Regions from separate parts of the Zea mays genome. Here region 2 is linked to region 1. The links are chromatin contacts, called in public Hi-C maps. All regions are on one chromosome and are shown on one strand. Each heading gives the region's core, a stretch centred on a gene start, on an enhancer-like site or on the middle of the called end of the contact. The rest is flanking DNA. Distances are from core to core; before and after follow the strand shown. Region 1 holds the start of LOC100283062 (phi-1-like phosphate-induced protein). Region 2 holds the start of LOC100282827 (cytokinin-O-glucosyltransferase 2).

Region 1 (6,855 bases), core at 648-3,147:
TTTCTCGTCAAGTTCATTCATCATCGCATCCAGGGAAGAGGGACTCCCCGCGCCGAGTTCCTCCTGGCACGCCTGATGTGCGTACTGCTCTCATCCTCCTCGCTGTGGTTGGATCCTTGCACCGCGCTCCCACGCCTCCTCCACCAAGCTATTCATGCTCTAACAAGCAATGGCAGTCACAGGCAAGCGAACACACGACGATCGCCCATAACGTGCCAATTGCCATGGATACTAGATCAACTATATCAAACATACATACGAGATATCTTATTTGAATGGAGTCACTAGTGTTTTAAACATTGGTCCCTCACTGTTACTTTTTTTTTGGTGCATGTTATTCTACTTTTTAGTGATGATACGAGTAGTTATGTACACATGCACATATCTGTCATCACAATTATCTAGTTATATTTCTACATTAAATTAGATAAGAAAATGTCTAAATTCCTAACAGCGGGCGCGTACGTCCTCATGTTTGTTGTGGTCCGCTGACATGCGGGCATTCGCTTTACGCCAACCGCCGTACGCTGACGAGCCTCGTCAGAGATCTCTATCTCATGCGATCCGATCGGCTCCGATCATGCGAGTGCGTCGTCTTCCCCGATTGGATTGGGAAAAGTGACGGGTTTCGCTAACCCCCACTGTGATCGTCTGTCAGCTCACGGTCTAGCATGCTGCATGCGATCCATATGTCAGTTATGTACGATACAAAGACGATGATGCAGTTGGTGCTCGCCTACTACTGGGATCGTAGCTGTGATGGTAGTACGATCTGACGGACCACTTTGTTCTAGCGTTGGCTTGGCCATGGAGATCTGGGATCGACGGGGTCCCAACTCCCGTCCCAAGTTTTGCCGTGTGTTGGGAAATAACATGGCAGGATGCCAGGATCACACGTTCCGATATAGGACATGATCATCCACCCATGGACTCCTCGCTCAGTCGCTTCCATTTTCCCTGCCATCGGGGGGTAATGACTGGTAGGTAGGCCAACCTGTCAGCCACTTCAACCCCCAATACGGCAATACCCATGCATGCAGGCCAGCACCAGCCTGGCTGGCAAGTTACGTGGATGAGGAATGGCCTAACCCTGATGCCACCGGCGACGGTGAGGCCTGTGATTGGATTAGTGAATCGTACTGACAAAGTGAACACCAACTGTTGGATAGTACCTGGGTATGCCTGCTGCTGCTGCTCCTCTGTTCACAGCTTGTAGTAAGTGGAAAACGGGCCCATAAACCAGTGAACCCAACGTTCGAAATCCACACAGGCGGTCCCGGCCCACCACCCCTCCCAACGTTCGGCTGCCTAAAATTTCAAGCGCCTCGAGAAGCCAACGTGCTTTTTACCCACTCCAGCAGTCCCCACTTTGCCCGTCCCCCACACAATCCCCAACTTGCCCCTACATTCCGCCGGGCTGCACCAAGTGCCGGGGTAAAGTGGTAAAATGGCAACCCAACTACAGCTGGGAGCTGGCAGGGTACGCAAAACCAGCTGTCAGTGACCGTTCGGGCAGCCTGTCTGTTTGTATCGCTTTTGCCCTCCACCTCTACAAAAAAGAACTGTTTTCAGCTTCTCATACTAAATTATTTCGAATAAAGCAGTTTATTTTGAAAACAACTATTTTCACTTACTCCCACAGACACAATTTCTGAGGTAAAATTAAATAAATCTTAAAATACTTATCGAATATTTATAGCTCTATCCGTAAAACTGTTTTTGAGTCAAACCAACGAAAAAAAGCTGACCGTACCCAACAGGCACTTGCTTTTGGTCCAGAAAGTGCCCCCTCGTCATACGTCACGCGCCGCGCCGCAGCCCTCACACTTCACTCACACACTTCGCCGGCTATAAATAAAGTACCCCCGCTCATCCTCATCCATAGCAAATCCTCGACACCGAGCAAGAAGCCAGGAACCAGCTCAAAGTTATTCGTCCAAGAACCCCACCCCACTCCCCGAATAGAAATTTCGTCTTGGAGAGCCACCAATGGCTTGTTCCACTGCATCTTTAGCGGCGACGCTGCTGGCGTTCGCGCTGATGTTCCAGGCCTGCGTCGCGGGGAGGCGGAGGCTCACCGCGCTCGTGCAGGAGCCGGCCATCACCATGAAGTACCACAAGGCCGCGCTCCTGTCGGGCCCCATCGCCGTCAACTTCATCTGGTACGGCGACTTCACGGCGCCACAGCGGGCGGTGATCACCGACTTCGTCTCGTCGCTGTCCGCGGCCCCGCGGGCGGCGGCGCAGTCGCAGCCGGAGCCGTCCGTGTCCACGTGGTTCAAGACGGCGCGCAAGTACTACGACACCTCCAAGGCGCGTTTCCCGGCGCTGCGCCTCGGCTCCCACGCCGTCGACCGGAACTGCTCCCTCGGCAGGCGGCTCACGGAGCGGGACCTCCTCAGGCTCGCCGCCAGGGGGGCACCGAGCCGCGCCATCAACCTGGTGCTCACGGCCGCCGACGTGGCCGTGGACGGGTTCTGCGCGTCCCGTTGCGGCACGCACGGCGCGTCCCCGCGGTCCCGCGCCGGCCGGTTCGCGTACGTGTGGGTGGGCAACCCGGCGTCGCAGTGCCCCGGACAGTGCGCGTGGCCGTTCCACCAGCCCGTCTACGGCCCGCAGGCGCCGCCGCTCACGCCCCCCAACGCCGACGTCGGGGTCGACGGCATGGTGATCTCGCTGGCGTCCATGATCGTCGGCACCGTCACCAACCCGTTCGGCAACGGGTTCTACCAGGAGGGCTCGGCCGACGCGCCGCTCGAGGCCGCCACGGCGTGCGCCGGCGTGTACGGCAAGGGCGCGTACCCCGGCTACGCGGGGGCGCTGCTGGTGGACCCGGCCAGCGGCGCCAGCTTCAATGCCAACGGGGCCCACGGGAGAAAGTACCTGGTCCCGGCGCTCGTGGATCCGGACACGTCGTCGTGTGCCACCTTGGGGTAGATTTCGCGGATCGTAAATTAGTGTTTGCGATGTGGCGGTGGTAGTGCTGTGGAGAGTGTTCCACGCGGCTAAAAGTTTGTGCTAAAGTAGTACTGACCAGGTTGCATTATTTCATTTGTTCAATGAAAATGAAGTATTTTCACGCACATACTACTCTTATGCATGTCGATTCTGCCTGCAATTTACTCGGTTTCCCAAAAGTTTTTGCCAGCTTGGTATGAATCATGACTATGACGTGAATCATGTGCTTTTACATTCGTGCAGATGGGAAGAAAAGATAGTATAAAGCCTATAGTAGATAATAAGACTTGGTTAGAAAAATATGCTTATACGGCCATGGTAAGTGCGAAATTCGCGAGCATGTTCCGTCAAGTCACCATGTGCGAGCAGCAGAAAACAGCACATCGAATGATCGAAAGATGCTCCGAGCCGTGCAGTAAAACGTAAAACACTTGCAATCCGAGGGCAGGCAAAGCGGAAAATGCGTACACTTCATGGGCCACCCAAGAGTTGCGTCGGGCCACAATGTGACCCAGTTCCAAACAGCCCAGAAAAGTAATTCTGAAGGTTTGACCAGTGTGGACCATCCAATCCAATGAAAGCCTCCGATCTGTTTATCCTTTGACCCGCGATTAGCACCATTGGCAAATGTTATAATCTTTTGGGACAACAACGGAACAACCAGTAAAGTCGAACTCTCGTAGTAACAAGGACCATAGCATTGAATCTAACAACGTAAAACTCCCTATGTCTAGAAAATAGACACATCACATACTTTTAAAACAATGTATTTTAAGTTTTACTGAGTAATTTTATACAAAAAATAGTACCAATGTTTATATTTTTTATATAGATTTCCTATAAAAATGTAAGATAAAAATATCAGTGCTTTTCTTTCCAAATAGATTTTCTACAAAAAAAGATATAGTTTATTCTATGATCCATCTAATGTTTACCCTAAACCGTAATACATTTTCATATAAGTTTGGTTGAAACCGAATTCTTGGAAAAACGCCACATACACTCCTTTTGGCATGGGAGAAGAGAATAATGTACTAGCATCCTTATTACACATAAGACTGGTTTTAGTGAAGATATAGTCTTAGTGAGAAGTTTAATGGCATTGCTTTCAACAATTTTTTTTTGCATATGTCATACAGAACGAAATAAAGCATTGCTTAAAATACTCACTTTCAATGAAAAGTTTTTCAGTCTATAGTTTGATAATCATAGATAGTTGGTAATCGTGCTAAGGGAATTTCATCCGGATAAAATTAACTTTCTTGTTTCTCTTCTTAAATCCATGTGTCAGTCTATCAAATCAAATAGATACGAATTACTTTCAAGGAACAAAACAATAAGGAAACTTAACCCAACGGCCTCCTCAGGCCACTTCGTCTGTGACTGCTTTTCTATGCTTTGGATATATATCATTAGGTAAACTATAGTTTATATAAATACTATGTATGTTATAAAACAAAACCGACCTTAGCTCAGTTGGTAGAGCGGAGGACTGTAGATTGTGCAGAATAATCCTTAGGTCGCTGGTTCGAATCCGGCAGGTCGGATTTTTTAATCAGTTTTTTGTCACATGACCTTTGTGTCGGATTGCCAGAGTTATCGGTTGTTGAAATGACAGGATCGCATTCGCAATTCTAAAGATGTGATACGAGGCACTATACTTGACATTTGCTAAACTGAAGAATTTTGTGGTTAATAACGTTGTAATGTCACTTTCACAATAACTGTTAATTGTTCGAATCATATTCATTTTTCTCGGGTCCAACTGAAAGCATAGCACAAATACTAGCAGCAAAGTTGCCAATTGTCATACCTCCACTCTCTGTAGTATGTTTCAGGTTGACCCCATTTGTATATTTCGGACTTGTAACATTCTTGTCAAATATCAACTTTTAAAAGAAAGAGTTCAATTCGTGTGTCTGTCGGAGTCTATTTACACAGTTGTGCACTTTTGAGACTACATTAGTTTCTAATCTTTACTACTTATTAAGGCTACAAGGGTAGCCTGCCGTTCTGCCATCCTGCAATCTCAACCGTCCGTTCTTCCGTTGTACGATCTTATCCGTCCTTCCGTCACTGCCTTCCGCGGCCGGCCCGCATCTCGCAACCGTCCCACGCGAGCAAAGAGCCCCCGTTCCCCCTCCCCTTCCGCTCGAGTCCATCGCCGTCGCTCTGCCCTCATCCCCTCCCACGACACTGAGATGCTGCCGTCATGGACTCTTGATTGCCGCTTGCTCTGTTCATGGACTCATGCGCGCGCGTGAGATGAATGCGCGGTCGGCGCTGGACGAGGTCACCGACATGGGCGCCTTCGGCCGGTCGCCATCCACCTTCCGGAGCTCCGTTTCCAGGGACAGGCGGTTCCCTGCCGTGGCGGGGCGGTACCACCTCTACGTCTCGTACGCGTGCCCCTGGGCGTCCCGGTGCCTCGCCTTCCTCAAGCTCAAGGGCCTCGACCACGCCATCGGCGTCACGGTACGTCGGTAACCCTAGCCTCGCCCTCGCCATCGCGAGCCGACAAGCCGGATCGGGGGTTCGCTCGGCAGTGGATTGATTCCAGTTCCCCGTGATGCGCTGCATCGGAACCGTAGGTCGTGAAGCCCATCTTCGAGCGGACCAAGGAGAGCGACGAGCATCTGGGCTGGGTGTTCCCCGCCGCCGACGACGAGGAGCCCGGCGCCGAGCCCGACCTTCTCAACGGCGCCCGGAGCGTGAGGGAGCTCTACGAGATCGCCCGCTCCAACTACGCCGGGAAGCCAACCGTCCCCGTGAGCCTCCAATCCCGTCACTCCAAATCCACCAAACAAGCAGCGGATCTGATTCTCCCCCTCCTCCTTTTCGGTACGCAGAAGTGCAGAACAGCCCAACAGCCGAGCTGATTCCAGTGTTCCATGCGTTTCAGGTGCCGTGGGACAAGCAGCTGAAGACGGTGGTGAACAACGAGAGCTCCGAGATCATCCGGATGCTCAACGACGAGTTCAACGGCATCACCAGGAACCCCGGGCTGGACCTCTACCCGGCCCACCTCCGGGCCTCCATCGACGAGGCCAACGAGCTGGTCTACGACGCCATCAACAACGACGTCTACAAGTGTGGCTTCGCCAAGAAGAAGGACGACCGCGTGCTTGTGCCGGATTTGGGGTCGCTCACCAGCATCCATGACAGGTTGGTGCTTTAACTTTTTCAATCGCCTTAATAGTAGATTATTATGTTTTTTATTATGATTTGGTATCTTCTCCGTGTCTATGAACAAGAAAGATTATGTTCCCCTGAATATAGATCGCTGAGAATTTATTGTTCCTAGCGATGCAGGGCGCGTGAACTCTTCTACTACCTCAAGGGTGGGCAGGTGGACTATGGCGAGGAGCACAGCAAGGCTTGCAGCCACAACAGGTTTGGGAGAATATATCACACAGGTAGGAGATTCCAAAGAACACAATACATGGCCATGGCCTTTCAGAAATTTATTTATCCATTAGTTCTTACATGGCTGTTCTAATTTGGTGCAGGGCACTATCCTATTTGTTACGAGCACAACCCAGTGCATTTTGTGGGGCACTCTGCTGGCGCGCAGGTTGTGAGGGTGCTGCAACAGATGCTTGCCGACAAGGTACACAAACAAGAGATTTTTCGGTTTTACTCACAAGTTATAGCTGTTTATTGCTACTGGTGGAATTAGTCATGCCTATCATGTGCTTTCAGAGGGATGGTTCATGTGAACTGGAGTACAGGATTAGAGCACCCAAATTAGGATGACTTTAAGTCATTTTCTGTTAACTATTAAGGGGGCAGTGTAGACTGCCCCCGCCTACGAATCCCACCCGCCGCCCTGCCTCACCCGCCGCGAAACCAGCCACAACAGCCACCTCCCCCGCGACGAATCCCGCCCGCGCCTCC
Region 2 (6,857 bases), core at 3,771-6,270, 140 kb before region 1:
TCTAGAAAGTGACGGATTCCTACTATTACAACGACTCAACCGATTATGTGTTTATGTTGATTTTGGATGGTTATGCCCCCAACGAATTTTATAGAAGCTGACTGAAAAGCTGAGCGTTTGGCAGTCCGCAGCAGCTTTTGGTGGCCAGAAGCTGTCAGAAGCCGAAACAAACAGGCCCTATGATGCCGAAGGTGTACAAACTCCATCAAGCCACGTCTGAGGTGACCGACGAGTCAACGGTAGAATCTAGCGGATTGAGTTTATTATATGGCACGTGAACCGGAGTAAGCAGTTTATTAGACTGTCTTTTGCGTACTCGTACTTAACTCATATTTCAAACTCTACTTTAGATAAAAAGAACAGTTTATAATATAAAACAATATTTTATACGTTAATACATATAGTTTGTTGGAGTTAGTCTCAGGCAGTGTCTAGCGGTTTAATTATATAGTTATTCAAAACATTAGTTTGTACATATAGTGGAGTTTGAATATGAATATAAGAATGAGTAATCCGCTGAAAATAGGCTTAGGGTCTATTTAGATCCAACTATTTTTTTAAAACTGGTTTTAAAAAACTAGAATGTCTCCCGACATGTCATTTTTTATTCAGTTTCTAAAAGCTGGTTTATCAGTTTGTTAAAAACCAAAAAAGCTGCTCATCTAGTTTTTTTTTTTAAAAAAAAACTAGTTTGTATAAACCAAATCTAGAAACCATTTTTTCTAAAAAAAAACCGGGGTGGATTCAATTACTATGGTCGAAATGGAGCGTGACTCGGTAACTACCTCATCACCTTTGAAGGTGAGGACTGCAATTATTGTCCGCCCTCACAAAGTATTGCGCGTTTGGTGGATTGTCCTACTTATTATGCGAAGAGATATGCACAAGATTTAGCAGACTAAATAAAATGCATTAATGTCGAAAAACTGATTTTGGGTAAGACCGCTTTCACAAACGTTGACACGCTGTATACATGCAAAAGATCTAACATGAAGTACGTGCCGGTCAATAGATTCCGGAGGACAAAGTGCGAGGAGTATAAACGTATACTACTGTACTATTCTAGTTCCACGGCAAAGACGTCAGGAGTAGACGAGACGATAACCGCACTGCTACTGCGGTGCCTGCCAATTCGCTGATAGTTTTGGCCTGACAACTCCCCCTCCCCCTCTAATACAAGTATTTTTGAACCTTGAGAAAGTTAAGTACTTTAGAACAAAATTTAAACATTTGAATTCTATAAAGTTATCTATTTTAGGATTAAAGGAGCAGGGCAGGGGGCAGGGGGGGGGGGGGGGGGGGGGGGTACTGATCATTTGATCAAGACTCAACTTTTTTCGGTTGCGTGGGAACGACGTAATAATAAGATAATTAGTGTCGTAGCTGCCATTGCTTGTCCTGCGAATACTCTCTGCTGGAGCGCGAGAGTTTGGCTTGCTACGCTCTCTTCGTTGGACTGTCGAACACAACCGTTCAATTTCTTTTTCCCTTTTCAGAATGGAAGAGAGCTAGTTGAGTGCAATACTAGGTTTTGTTTGGTTAAGTTCATCTTCGCGCCATTCTTGCTTGCTGGTGGATCTAATACGTCATTTTTGTAAGATCATTATGCTCTAGTTAGGACACAAGAACATAGATAAAACTAGCACGTGCTGCTGTTCATACCTTCATTAGAGTTAGTCGTTGTTGTAGTGAACAAGTAAGGTTTGGCAAACCCTTTTCGGTGCTGCAGCAGTTGTGATGATCAGTGCTTAGAGTATTTGCTCTTTCACTAACTAGGTTGAAATCAGAGATGACCTGCCCGGACCTGGTCAAGCCCATCCCGATTTAGGCTCGGCTCGTCCGGCACGGTTAGAAAATCGAGTCGGGTCTTCCAAGCCCGCGGGTTCGTTTTCCTGTCCAAGCCTGCAGGCAAGCCTAAACAGGCCGGGCTGACTCGGTAAGCACGGAAAAAGCGGGCCGAAAAGCGAGCTAGGAGTGTCTGCAAGCACGATTTAGTAAAAAAAGTGGGGATCTTCGTAACCATACATAGTGCATCACACAACCACTTAGATACTTCCACATTTGACACTTATGATTAATTCAACATTCAAACTCTTGATCATAAGCCTTATTATTATAAATTCATTTTTTGAAAAAAAATGACTACGACATAGGATTACAGTAGTCGATCAAGTACCATCGAACCCTAATAACTCATAGTCTAATAATAAAAACTCTATTTGGTTGTCATGAGCGAAAATAATATTTTCTCATATTGACCCATGGGATACATTAAAAATGGACCTCCCAGGTCATCCAAACAGTGGATGCAATGCATCGGTTGCCTACATGGTATTCTTCGATAAATATTCTCTCTATATATATATTTACGCAAACAAGCAAATACTTTCAGAATCATTGTATTCACATATACATAATTATTGTATCTGTTCATACAATTCACCAAACATAATATCACCACATCTGTTTGGCGGTCTTCCACTCATTCAGAATAGAGGTCAGACGCACATTTTAATGCATTAACTCAAAATTTACCTTCAAATTTCTAAAAATCATTCATCTAGATTGCAATCTAACTGTACGAAAACATCATGTGAAGTTTTAGGCGATGCATGTTTTAATAGCAATATTATGAACATATACAATCCGACGTTCTTAACCTAGCCCACCCAACGTTTTTTTCCCAGTTTCCTGTAGTGAATTCACTGAAGTAAAGCTATGTTAACAACTTAACATTGATTAAGTTTATAGTAAATATTATCAACATATATAATTCTAAATAGATATATTATACCAATATATTTTATGATAAATATAATAACATCTATTCAAAAAAATTAGTATCATCTTCGTATAAATTGACTCAAAATTACATTTTTTTTACTCACCATCATTCTAGAATTGCGCTATTGAAATGGTAGTATCATCCATGACCAGTTAGGGGGTGTATGAATGTACTATAAATAATAGTTAATTGGCTAAAAAATTAATAGTAAAATTTAAAAGCTAACAAACCGCTAGCTCACTATTAACTAATTTACTAAAAATAGCTAACATTTAAATTATTAGATAAACTGTTTGAATGTTTTCAACTAATTTTAGCGGCTAACTTTAGTCGTAGGGAATTCAAAACCCGTTAATTTCAGCAGCAACAGCAGCAACTGTCGCAGGCATCCAATTAGAGATGGTCAAACGGGCCGCCCGGCCCGATCCGGGCCCGGCCCGCTAGGCACGGTTAGGAAACCGGGCTTGGCCTTCTAAGCCCGCGGGCTCGATTCCTTGTCCGAGCCCGTCCCGCAGCGGGCCTAAACGGGCCATTTAGCACGAAAAAAGCGGGCCGAAAGCGGGCTAAGCGGGCCGAAAAGCATGTTTTAGTGCAAAAAAGCGGGCTCAACGAGCTTAGAGGTAAACGGGCCGTGCCGGGCTAGATCACCGTACCTAGTTTCTTGTCCGAGCCCGGTCCGCTTATTCGTGCCGGGTCGGCCTGGGCCCGCATAGAACCGGATCGTGCCAGGCTCAGACCGAACCCAAACAGCGGGCTTCGTGCCAGGCTCACGGGCCTCGTGCTTATTAGCCATCTATATATCCAATACAAGTTTGGATTATTTTATGTCAGTAGGAACACACCCCGTACCTAATATGGTAGCGTGCGCCGACCGCGCCAGGCGCGTGTGTAGGACGTACAGGCTCAGCGCAGCATGACTAGCCAGGCGCGTGTGTAGGACGTACCTGCCGTTCCACGCGGGTCGCACGCAGCACGCATGCCAGAATCCAGATCGCGTCGCCGAGGCCGAGCGTACCGACATCACGCTGGTGCGCAAAAGATCACACCCCGGCACCGGCAGTCGCTTTTCCGCTGACCAGAGGCAGAGGCTGCTACGGTGAGCAGCCTCCGCCGACGATGGAGCACTTAACCAAATTGCAAGACGCTATCGCGTTCGCGTGCTCCCACCTGATTTGCCAGGGCCACCACCATTAGGGATGGCAGCGGGTCGGTTGTGTTCGGGTATAATAATACCCGACCCGATATCATACTCGACCCTTATACAAATATCCATACCCACCAAGCCAATCGGGTAAAAAAATGGACCCGTACCCGTGTCCACCGGGTACCCGTCGGGTATCGGGTATCCGGTGGATATGCTGCTGTAAAATATAAATTTCCATGTAAATTAATGAGCAACACAATTTATGACAGATAGGAGTTAATGAACAATATCACAACATGTGAATTTGATAAGCAAAGCAACATCACCAATTTACAAATCATAGTACAGTTCATAAGCAAAGCAACATCGTGGCTGACTAGCTGCTGGCGTACGTCGTTGCTGCTGGCGGACGTTGTGGGCTCGTGGCGCCGTAGAGGCTGGTCGACTTGGGGCGGCGGCTGATGCTGGTCATCGTCCGTCGAGGGCTAGCGCCGGCGGCGCGGATGCTAGGCGGGTGTCTGCCACGGATGCAAGGTTCAACGGGCGGCGGCTCACACATCTAGAGTAGCCGAGTAGGGACCTGGCGACCTGGGGGAGTGGGGGCTGGGGGCTAGCCGGCTGGGTCGCTGGGGCGGCGACGTCGGGATGCCAGGGGTAGGGACGCATGTCTCACGGCCTCTCAGGGTTAGCCGGTTAGGAGAATAGGAATTAGCAGCAGCCAACAGTTACACGGGCCACACGGCGCTTGGGTTGGGTGCTTCCGTGCTTGGTGGCCTTTGGGCTTTTTTTTTGCTTTGGTTCATAGGCCGAAAACACAACATGTGAAATTGTGAATTAATATTTCGGGTATCTAATGGATACCCATGGGTAAAATATACTATCCGTACCCTACCCGATGTATTTCGGGTACCCGACCCGACAGAATCCACGGGTAAGTTTTTCAACCCATATCCATGTTCATCGGGTACGAAACCCGTGGGTATCCATACCCACGGGTCCAATTGCCATCCCTAACCACCATCACCACATGGTTTATTGCAAAAATCCGAACGACGCCTATAAATAGCCCCGGCCATGCTGACCAACCTCCATCCATCAAAGTCACAGAGACGACCAGCTGAAGCGAACACAGAGCTGCTCGCCGTGTAACGCAGCAGGCAGCAGCACCCAGAGGCGGCAGGCCACACACACAGCACACGCAGATCTTCGATCACCACCATGGGTTCTCTCGGCAGCGCCGCGCAGCAGCAGCCGCAGCAACCGCACGCCGTGTGCCTGCCGTACCCAGCGCAGGGCCACATCACCCCGATGCTCAACGTGGCGAAGCTGCTGCACGCCCGGGGCTTCCACGTCACCTTCGTCAACACCGAGTACAACCAGGCGCGCCTCGTCCGGACCCGCGGGGCGGCGGCCGTGGCCGGCCTCCCGGGCTTCCGCTTCGCCACCATCCCCGACGGCCTGCCGCCGTCGGAGGACGACGACGTCACGCAGGACATCCCCTCGCTGTGCAAGTCCACCACGGAGACCTGCCTCGGGCCCTTCCGCCGCCTGCTCGCGGACCTCAGCGACCCGCCCGTCACCTGCGTCGTCTCCGACGTCGTCATGGGCTTCTCCATCGACGCCACCAAGGAGCTCGGCCTTCCCTACGTCCAGCTCTGGACTGCCAGCACCATCAGCTTCCTCGGCTACCGCCACTACCACCTCCTCAAGAGCCGTGGCCTCGCTCCGCTCAAAAGTTAGTTCGTGTGCTTTTTTTTAATGATGACACCAGCGACGTGGGGAAATTTAGCTAGTAGTGCGCGCGCCGCCTACTCTGCCATGCCATGTCTGAATTCTGATAATCTCAACTCGTCGTTTACATGCGCAGGTGTGGAGCAGCTGACGAACGGATTCCTTGACACGGCGGTGGAGGACGTGCCGGGGCTGCGGAACATGAGGTTCCGGGACTTCCCGAGCTTCATCCGCTCCACGGACCCGGACGAGTACATGGTGGGCTACGTCCTCCAGGAGACGGGGCGCACGGCGGGCGCGTCGGCCGTGATCCTCAACACCTTCGACGAGCTGGAGGGCGAGGCGGTGGCGGCCATGCGCTCGCTCGGCCTGGCGCGCAAGGTGTACACGCTGGGCCCGCTCCCGCTGCTGGCGCGCGAGGACCCGCCCACCCCGCGCTCCGCCATCAGCCTCAGCCTGTGGAAGGAGGAGGAGGAGTGCCTGCGGTGGCTCGACGGCAGGGACCCCGGCTCCGTCGTCTACGTCAACTTCGGCAGCATCACCGTGATGACCAGCGAGCAGCTGGTGGAGTTCGCGTGGGGGCTGGCCAACAGCGGCAGGCCGTTCCTGTGGATCATCCGGCGCGACCTCGTCAGGGGCGACACCGCCGTGCTGCCGCCGGAGTTCCTGTCCGAGACGGCCGGCCGCGGGCTCATGGCCACCTGGTGCCCGCAGCAGGCGGTGCTGGACCACCCGGCCGTGGCCGCGTTCCTCACGCACAGCGGATGGAACTCCACGCTGGAGGCCATGTGCGGCGGCGTCCCGGTCATCAGCTGGCCCTTCTTCGCCGACCAGCAGACCAACTGCCGCTACCAGTGCAACGAGTGGGGCGTCGGGATGGAGATCGACAGCAACGTCCGGCGCGACGCCGTGGCGAGCCTCATCGCTGAGCTCATGGAGGGGGAGCAGGGGAAGGAGATGAGGAGAAGGGCACTGGAATGGAGGGACAAGGCCATCGAGGTGGCCAAGCCCGGAGGCACGTCTCACCGGAATTTCGATGACCTGGTTCGCAATGTGCTCCTGCCAAAGAACTAGGCAACTTAGCTCTATATTTGCAGTTTGCACGGTGCTTCTGCCAGTGCCGTGTGATTTTGTTCCTTTGTTTTGGAGGGAGATGGACAGGTCAGTGTCGTTGTGTAAACAATAAAAATACATGCA

What was found. Hi-C and Micro-C count contacts between places; a contact is called where the count stands out from the background.
Region 2: a contact with region 1 is called in a Hi-C map of leaf, with 6 times the contacts expected there. The contact joins the promoter of LOC100282827 here to the promoter of LOC100283062 in region 1. A contact is called at or near these places in 5 of 25 Hi-C or Micro-C datasets (bundle sheath, ear, endosperm and 1 more).

What each region holds. Positions count from the first base shown.
Region 1 is chr4:185,181,231-185,188,085 of Zm-B73-REFERENCE-NAM-5.0, reverse strand. It overlaps LOC100283062 (phi-1-like phosphate-induced protein), which reads left to right and starts at 1,897. Exons shown (of 1, transcript NM_001155964.2): 1 at 1,897-3,083. The coding sequence starts at 1,990. The coding sequence ends at 2,937. It overlaps TRNAY-GUA (transfer RNA tyrosine (anticodon GUA)), which reads left to right and starts at 4,420; the gene lies at 4,420-4,505.
Region 2 is chr4:185,323,603-185,330,459 of Zm-B73-REFERENCE-NAM-5.0, reverse strand. LOC100282827 (cytokinin-O-glucosyltransferase 2) reads left to right here and starts at 5,020. Exons shown (of 2, transcript NM_001155733.1): 1 at 5,020-5,664; 2 at 5,797-6,857. The coding sequence starts at 5,238. The coding sequence ends at 6,734.